3 separate regions of the Hordeum vulgare genome follow, and all the other regions are linked to region 2. Evidence: chromatin contacts called from public Hi-C data. All regions are on one chromosome and are shown on one strand. Each heading gives the region's core, a stretch centred on a gene start, on an enhancer-like site or on the middle of the called end of the contact. The rest is flanking DNA. Distances are from core to core; before and after follow the strand shown. Region 1 has its middle 79 kb from the start of LOC123425704. Region 2 holds the start of LOC123429858 (NDR1/HIN1-like protein 1). Region 3 holds the start of LOC123425704 (F-box protein SKIP27-like).

Region 1 (2,700 bases), core at 165-2,664, 540 kb before region 2:
CCTATCCGCAGTCCAGCACCGGTCCAAGCTGACGAGCCATAGGAAGAACTTGACGCGCGGGGGAGCCCAGCTCCTCCAGGTTAGTTGCGAGGAGTCGCACGCAACGGAGCCGTGGAAGGTCGCTAGGTAGGCGCTGCGCGCGGAGTAGGTTCTGCTTGGGGTCCATCTCCACATGAGTTGATCCGGCTGGTCGTGAAGCGTGACGTTTTGGGCGGTGCGCCAGAGCAGCAGGTACTGGAGTATATTGAACATGCAGAAAAATTGGGTTTTCATGTATAGAAAAAAGTACAATACATAAAAAATATTTGACTATACAAAAAATGTTTAATCTATAAGAAAAAAGTAGACATCCGAACATATATCTAAAAATATGTTAATTATGTACTTGAAAAATGTTCAACGCATATAAGAAATTGTAGTCTTGTATTTAAATTTTTTTAATCTGTATAAAGATGTTCCTACTGTATAGAAATATGTAAAATCTTTAAAAATAATGTATTTGAAAATATACAATTCATTTAATAATGTATTAAAAATATATAAATGATTATAAAGTGTTCCATATGTATAAAAAATGTAATGCGTATGAAAATAAAAATAGGTATCATAATATTTATTTTTAGAAATATTAATCATGTATTTGGAAATTTAAATCATGTACTAAAAAATCTGATGTATAGAAAAAACGTAGACTTGTGTTACAAACACAAAGAAAACTAGAAAAGAAAAACAATAGGAGGCCAAGAAAGAAACCAAAGAAAAAACTAAAAATACAAACTGAAAGAAAACATAGAAACCGAAATAAAAATAAAACAACGAAAAAGGATGCAGAATGCAGAAACGTTGCTACAGTCAGAGGCTGCTGGCGAGGGGAGGGTATATGTTGGTCTAAGCTGCTGGCGAGGGGAACTGTCCGGCTGCCCAAGACATATATCGATATTTTTCTTTTGAAAAAATATATATCGATCTCATGTCGGCGGGGCCATGTAGTGCGAGATTAGTATTTAAGAATCACTTTTTGTAAGGTCATTTTTACCATCTCATGTTGTGGCAATTGACGCATTGCATGTGCATTACTTGTCTTAAAAGATTTTTTTCATAGATTTATTTATTTAAAATATTCTATTTTTAATGTATTCAAATTTTGAATCGTTTTTGTTGTTGGATTTATCGCGTAGAAACTTTTAAACTAGGTATCATGTTGATAGGCTTTAATAAAAAAAAAACCATATCTCTCATGAAAAAAGAAAAATACACTTTTTTTTAGGAAGCACTGCTGCTCGTCTCGCGGAAGCAAATCCATCCCTCTCGTCATGCAGTAGGCCGAAGACCGAATTATTGTGCTACGGGCTGATGCGGACCACGGTGCGACCTGTATGAACGCGAAAAAGTAGGCGGACAGCTCAGCGGCCATCCATGCCGATGGACCGAACGAGCTCCCGGGCCCCGGAACGAGCTCCCGAGCTTCCGTGCGCGAGGACAGACTGTCCGCACCTAATTGCACGAGCTTCTTTTTTTTTTTCTCTTGGCTCCCTGTCATGCGCCATTTGTATCTAGTCCATTGTTATGTAGACCATCCGTCCAGTCCATGTTGACTGTTTTAAACACTCGATTTTATTTGGCTCATTCTTAATACTTTTTCCTTTTCGGTTTATAGCGTTTATATTTTAAAAAACCTAATACATTAGGCTTCTTTTGAGTCTAGATGAGTTGAAGTTCTTTCAATCTCACATCATATCCAATTCATAAAAAAAAAAGGCTATGAATGCATTATTTTCTACATGCATCATGCAAGACTAATAAAAATAAAATGCTATATTTACTGTTTGAGAAATCAAATATGTAAAAAATATTTAATTGGTTAGTTAAAACTAATGACATTCATTCATAATTCACTTTGATTGATGAAATTTAGATTTAAGCTCTATAAGCCAAAAAAAAAAAGATGTATATTTTTCACAAAAAGTCCAATGTTGATCCTTGAAATCACCATCATGGGCGTCTTATCTGATTGACTTGTTTGCACTTAAGGGATTATTTGTCTCAAAAACAGGAAAACAGGGAATGCAACATCCAACTTGGAACAGTGCTGACATGTTTTTGCTCCCTGAATATAAACGCTATATACCGAAAAGTCGAGAAATTATTTTGACACGGAGAAAATAGTACCCTTGGAGTATAATAATGCGTTCACTGTGTGTGCGGTATCTCCGAATCTCTCTCCGCTTGCGCTCTGGCGATGCCATCTCGGCTCCTCGGTAGAAGTAATTCATTTCCGTTAACTGTCCTATAAGCTAAACTGATTTGAACTTTGTTTGCCATAGGATAGCACATATCGGCAACCAGACAAGAGGTTAACTTGGCACTGAATTAAAGTGCAGTTTGGCTGGCCGTCCGGCACTCTTGAGTTTCTAGCTCTTGCTTTCAATCTTTTTGCCGGATGCACTCCAACTTCGACATCAGTTCACGTGTGGAGGATACCGCCCATGATACACTGCAGGACCCTTTGATCTACAGCATTTTCACAGCGCCAGCTTATGTTACCCACATAAGAAATATATCTCCAGCCATATATGTCCGAACAAAAAGGGTATACAACCAGGACGAAAAATATTCCAAGGGAATCACACTTTTAATCATCAGGGATGGAATATAATATCATTATCCAAAAAAGTTGCTCTTTTAATAATTTAATACTTC
Region 2 (2,718 bases), core at 66-2,565:
GTAGATGTTCTAAGAACGTACATCTACATTTATACTAGTACAAAATAGGAATTGCATCTATGAATTCCAAAATTGAAATGCATACATCAACACAGTTTATTCTCCGATTAACGAGACATACAAAAATTAAGAGCTTTAGACAACTTATATTACTACAATATATAAATAGAAATTGTTTAGAGACACGAAGAGAAGAAGTATCCTGCTACGTAGTAGTTTCTTCCACTTACAGTACGAACATGCGACCGTATGCGCGGTCCATTCTATCACGTGCCGACGGTGCACCCTGTCGGCTGCGTGAATTTCAGTGACGCGACGGCGCCCCCGGTGCCGTTGAGGCCACCCCCGAGCGGCATGCCACCGGGGCCGGCGGCGAGCATGGCGGGGCAGCTGACGAAGAGGTGGTAGCTGCCGGAGACCCAGCTCCCGACCTTCCACTTGACGCGGCCGTCGATCTTGACCAGCAGCGACACGTACCCGGCGGCGATGTCCTGCTTCATGGCCTCGGCGACGTATCCGGCGACGGGCACGGACTCCCCGGACAGCACGGGGGACCAGATGGTGACGTCCCGGTGTCCCTGGTACATGGGCGGCAGGGAGACCGGCACGGTGACGGGCTCATCGCGGTAGGTGACGAAGACGTCGAGGCGCCTGTAGAAGATGCCGACGCGGTCATTGGGGTTGCGGGAGGCAAGCGTGACCTGCGCGGTGGCTGAGAGGGAGGGATCCCCGAGGTTGATGGAGCGGAGCTGCAGGTCCTGCAAGTAGAAGGAAGGCTTGGTGGGGCGGAGCGCAAGGTAGACGACGAGCGCAATGAATGCCACGACGACGACCAGCGCCAGGAGGCACGCGGCGAAGCCGCCGCAGCAGCGCCGGAGGTGGTGCTCGTGTCTGTGGTGCTTCTCCTTGCTCATGGCTCTGCTCTCTGTGCTGTGCTCTGTGTGACTGGTGGCTGGTGGGTGTGCGTGCAGTGGCTCGCTAGCTACTCTCTTCAGTGGGTGTTAATGGCTTTAAAAGTATAGGAAGATGGGGCGTGGAGGCCAGGGAAAGCAACGTCTCAACCGAAGAAGATTCTTCTGCTAATTCGATCGGGGAGTAACTTGCGCCCGCATGCGCGTGCGCTTTGAGATTCTTCCTTTATTCTCCTGTTTGATGCAGCTTGGTGATCATGTAGTGAGTCCCGTTTGATCAAGCACTCGTTAAAACAAAACTTAGCAATGCAGTTGCGTTTGACAAGGCCATGTGTACCACCGCTCGATCGCCTTATCAGGCTATGTTGACATCAATCTTTATTTACGGAACCATAAGGAAGCAGACTAATGGTGGCAGATCTGACTGATTCCCGCCAATATTTTAGCTGAGGTGGCGAGGCTGTCATTGTCAAAGAGAAAATACAGTACGTAGTAAAATTGCGTGCTCTAGAATGACACAGTTAGCAGAAAAAAAATCGAAGTTATGGGCCGCTGCTGCTCGGGTGCTGTTGTCTTCTGGCGGGGATGGGCGTGAATGTAGTACACAACCAGGGTGTGCGGCGCATCATATGAAATCATGCATAGCTGCAATCAAGAGCCCTACACCCACCGCCGCTCTCCAACTCCCGAGTCGATGTCCCCTCTATCCAGCGCGATTTGCTTCATATTTAACGTGAGCAAACCCATGCGAGAGTCACCGGCTTCCACTGAGTACGCAAATATGGATTTAGGTGAAACTTTATGCATATACGAATATTTCACGAACCTTTCTAGCTAAGGGTAGGCGGCATCCGTAGCTGATGGATATGCATATACCACCTACCATTGAACCTTTTCCGTTCTTTAGCTTCGCTTGGCACATGGTCAGAGCCACCGGCATCGAAGCCAGGCTGTGTTTGTAATCAACTTCTGAATTATTTCTGACCCCATTGTAAAGGTTTTATTTTTTTGTTAAGAGCAACCAAAGCCAGATGGTAGTTTGTTGCATTTCCTGCTGTATTGGTTTTTTTATTTTTTGAAACGGAACATGTATTAGTTTTGGTTGTGGCTAGCAGACATACTTTTATGTCCACGTTTGGTCATGAAGGCTTGGTGGGGCGGAGCGCCAGGTAGACGACGAGCCACGCGAAGAAGCCGACACAGCAGCGCCGGAGATGGTGCTTGTGCAGTTTGGCTTATGGCTCTCTCTCTTTTCTCTTTCTTTTTTTTGCTGGTCGTGGCTCTACGCTCTACTCTCTGTTCTTTACTTTGGGTACTGCGGTGTGTAGCTTGCTCTCTTCAGTGAGTGAGCGATCCACGCTATCCAACAGAGCACGTACGTGTTAATGGCTTTAGAAATCACTGGAGATGATAGCTAACGAGTGCAGTACTGCACTGCATGCGTAAAAGTGTTTTTGGTCGGATCTTGGTATGGATGGGGTGGACGCAAGGAAAGCAACGTCTCAACCGACCTTCTGGTAATTCGATCGGCAAGTACTTCGACGGGGAACAACATTATCTGGCTACGCGGTACGGTTTATGCGAAACACCGGTGATTATCTCAAGCCTTCTTGATCATGCACACGAGTGTCAAGATACTTCGGACAATGTGTGTCTCCGAGGAGAGATGCTACATCCACGTAAATTCTTAGGTATGTTTACGGGCTGATGTGACTTGACCATGTTTGATTGAATTAAGGCGAGGGGATGCCCATCATATGTATCCAGCATATTGATAATTTATAAAATACTTATGTAAGTAATATTT
Region 3 (3,074 bases), core at 396-2,895, 610 kb before region 2:
CTACTAACACAGATGATGACTACATATATCACTAACTAAAGTGTTCTGTTCGACGTGGCCTATGAGAAAAAAGAGCGCTCCGATGGACAACTACAAAGCGGGAAAATTCGTGCCGTGGTAGTATGTACACCTACACCTCTGACATCAAGCTGCTGAACGACGCCGACAGATTGACGGCGACGCTTGCCAAATTCACGCCCCGGCAGCGCGACCGTGCAACCCTGTGTTGCTTGGGCGCCCCGGGGCCATCGTCTTCTTCCTCGCCGTCAGCGGAGGCCTTGGACGGCGTCGCGAAGGCGAAATGCAGCTCCTTGGCAACCACTGTCTGCGCAGATCAAATTGAGGAGAACAATGTTAGTCTACATACATAGGCAACGAATTTCACTGCAGGTTTTGGGTTTGGCAGAGAGGGGGCAACGAATCTCACTGCAGGTTTTGGATTTGGCAGAGAGGGATCAGAGGTGCTTACTGCTTCGCTGACTGGCTTCGACACAAGGAGGAGCTGCCTCAGGTCGCTGTGGTTCACCTTGCACAGGACTTTGACCTGAAATGTTCCAACAAATTGGGATAAGCAACATATCTAGAACAAGAACCGGTTTCAAAGGGAACACTAGCGAGTTTGGGGCAGTAATTACCAAGACATCTTGAGGCAGCGATTCGAGAAGGCAGATGGTGTCGTCCATGTGGAACCTAATGCTGCGCTGCTTGCGCAGAGTGCGCACCGGGGAGTGCGGGCCTGAGGGGCTCGGAGCCGGAGAAACGGCGACCCTCTTCCTCCCCAGGATCCTTGTGCTGCCGCTGCTTGGGAAGCTCAAGCTCGTGGCAAGAGACCCCTTCGGCATAGTCTGTCCAATTGCCATTTTCCCCTTCGCCTGGTGAACTCTACTGCTGCAGTTGCCTATCTGATATGAGATCTGCACAGGATTATTGAGAAGAACTGGTTAATTCGGCAGCAAATAAATTGAATTCCAGACAGAGGAAAGAAAAATCCCCATCAGAGAAGTATACTTTGCAACAGTAACTCAACTATTAATCGCATTTTTGTTGGAAACGTCTGAAACACCCCAGCAGCCATTTCGATAGGAATCTACAAACCCCCAATTCTAGAGGCTGTGGCCTGTGGGAGCAATAAGCTCCAACAGAAACCTGAAGCATTTTCGGAAGAAAAAAGAAGTCCGTCTTCTCTTCAACGCACTTTCAAAACAGATTCCCCGAGAAACAACATTCCGCGAACTACTTGAACCGCTTGCAGAGCTCGTGAGCAACAATCGGAACAGAGCAAAATCCAGCCCAAAATAAACGATTCCAAATAAACATCACGAATTCGCCGCAATTGGCCGGAGCAGAACAGCAATCCCGACATCGAAAACAGAGAAAGGAAACGAGATCCCACGATCGGGGTCAGGTTGAGAAGAAACAGAGCAGGTGGATGTAATCGATCTCACACACCTTCCTCCCTTGGGTCTCGGCTGAAGCCTTCCTCCTCTTCCTTCCTATCCCTTCACTCCGGAGTCGCGGTACACTTGGTGCCTAATCCGATTGCGCTTGGCTGATGAAGAAACGTCGGCTGAACTCTAAGCAAACCTACCTGCTAAGTAATGGTGTTGGGAGGACCTGACGAGTTGAATGTGGGAACAGCTTGACCTCAACCCCTGGCTGAATTTATACTCGGGAGGGAACCTACCTCGAAAACTCTTCCAGCAGGGGTGTTTCCAGAAAATTGTAGGAACCGCCAGGAATCCAAAGCTGGGGGGTCGTGCTCCGGCAGGAGATCTTTTCGGCTCACGCCCTGGCCGCCAACGCAGCCAGAATGTTTCACTGGAAGGTGGGGTAGCGAGTGAGGTGGTCCACCGGCCGGTGTGCGTGGGGGAGGTGGGCATGGGTGTGGACGGTGGGAATTCGCGGATATAATCTTTTCGAAATCGAGGTGGGTTGGCGCCCGACCGCGTGCGGGGCTTGAACGCGTGGATCGGACGGCGGGGGTGCGGCCTTACGCGTGGCGGATCGGGGTACGTGGCGCGATCGCGTCGATCTGGAAACTAGCCGTTGGAGGGGGTGGGGTTGGTGACGTGGTGGCTGAGATCGGTATTGGCCGCTAGGAAGTCGGCGCAGGTCGGTCGGGGGAGGAGCTACTTTATTAGGGGTTGTTTTTCTCGTTTTGATTGCTTCTAAAATCATATCAGTGGGAAAGTGGATTAGCACGAACCTTCGTGGGCAAGAAAAACACGATTTCCATCCTGCCACTTGCAAGACATTCGGCTTGTTGTTTCCTCGTGATTTGAACTTTTTTATTTACTCACCATGAGCCAATTAACCGCTATGTAATTAGGGCATATCGTTTGCTAACATATTTTACGTTAGGCATATGCTAACTACTCCTTCCGTTTTTAAATATAAGTCTTTGTAGAGATTTTACTAGTGAACTACATACGGATGTATATAGACATACTTTAGAGTGTACATTTAATCATTTTACTTTGTATGTAGACATCTAGTAAAATCGTTTAAAAGACTTATATTTACAAAAGGATGGAGTAATTCTCTCGCAAGAAATGCTAACTAATTAGTTACACATTTTCACTTAAGATACTCTGGTTTAAAGTCCGCCACGTTATCTTCACGGGAATGTATTTTATTCTTTTCAACAGGTAAATAAATCAAAAAAGAATATTGTTACTACAAGCAAAATGCCATTTCCCAATAGTTAAGAAAACCATGGATGTGGATGGTACAGACAATGCATGGCATGCGTGAAGCCCTGACACTAGACGTGCATTGGATTCCTCGGTAGAGCTCACATATAATGTTAGTTTTGTGGCGATGCTACGACCTTCATCTCATTTTTTTCTTCTTAGAATTCAGTTTCATTTTTTATGGGTAGTACATACAAAGGGGTACGACCCCCACAAACTAGTTAGGAGTATTTGTATCAATATAGTTTTCTGAGGTTTGAAGACCGGCGAAAGCGTTGCTCTGCTTGTGCTTATTTTTTGACGTCGCGTTTGAACGCAGGGACGGGGTCCAAGTGGAACCACCCCAGATTTCGTCTCATGGAGTATGAAGTGGGTTTGACC

Evidence for each region. Hi-C and Micro-C count contacts between places; a contact is called where the count stands out from the background.
Region 1: a Hi-C map of seedling shows a contact between it and region 2, with 4 times the contacts expected there. The contact joins the enhancer-like site here to the promoter of LOC123429858 in region 2. A contact is called at or near these places in 1 of 6 Hi-C or Micro-C datasets (seedling) and 1 of 1 datasets of contacts at active chromatin or transcription factors (embryo).
Region 3: a contact with region 2 is called in a Hi-C map of leaf, with 4 times the contacts expected there. The contact joins the promoter of LOC123425704 here to the promoter of LOC123429858 in region 2. A contact is called at or near these places in 3 of 6 Hi-C or Micro-C datasets (leaf and seedling) and 1 of 1 datasets of contacts at active chromatin or transcription factors (embryo).

The regions. Positions count from the first base shown.
Region 1 is chr2H:167,845,672-167,848,371 of MorexV3_pseudomolecules_assembly, forward strand. No RefSeq gene overlaps it. Among protein-coding and RNA genes, the nearest start is that of LOC123425704, 79 kb to the left of the region's middle. Within about 2 kb of position 1,415, at least 3 of the 3 cell types and tissues checked have open chromatin away from gene starts, as enhancers often do. A contact at or near this core is called in seedling, where this site is marked.
Region 2 is chr2H:168,382,035-168,384,752 of MorexV3_pseudomolecules_assembly, forward strand. It overlaps LOC123429858 (NDR1/HIN1-like protein 1), which reads right to left and starts at 1,316. Exons shown (of 1, transcript XM_045113833.1): 1 at 65-1,316. The coding sequence starts at 914. The coding sequence ends at 267.
Region 3 is chr2H:167,766,790-167,769,863 of MorexV3_pseudomolecules_assembly, forward strand. LOC123425704 (F-box protein SKIP27-like) reads right to left here and starts at 1,646. Exons shown (of 4, transcript XM_045109417.1): 1 at 1,450-1,646; 2 at 636-914; 3 at 470-544; 4 at 1-325. The coding sequence starts at 860. The coding sequence ends at 131.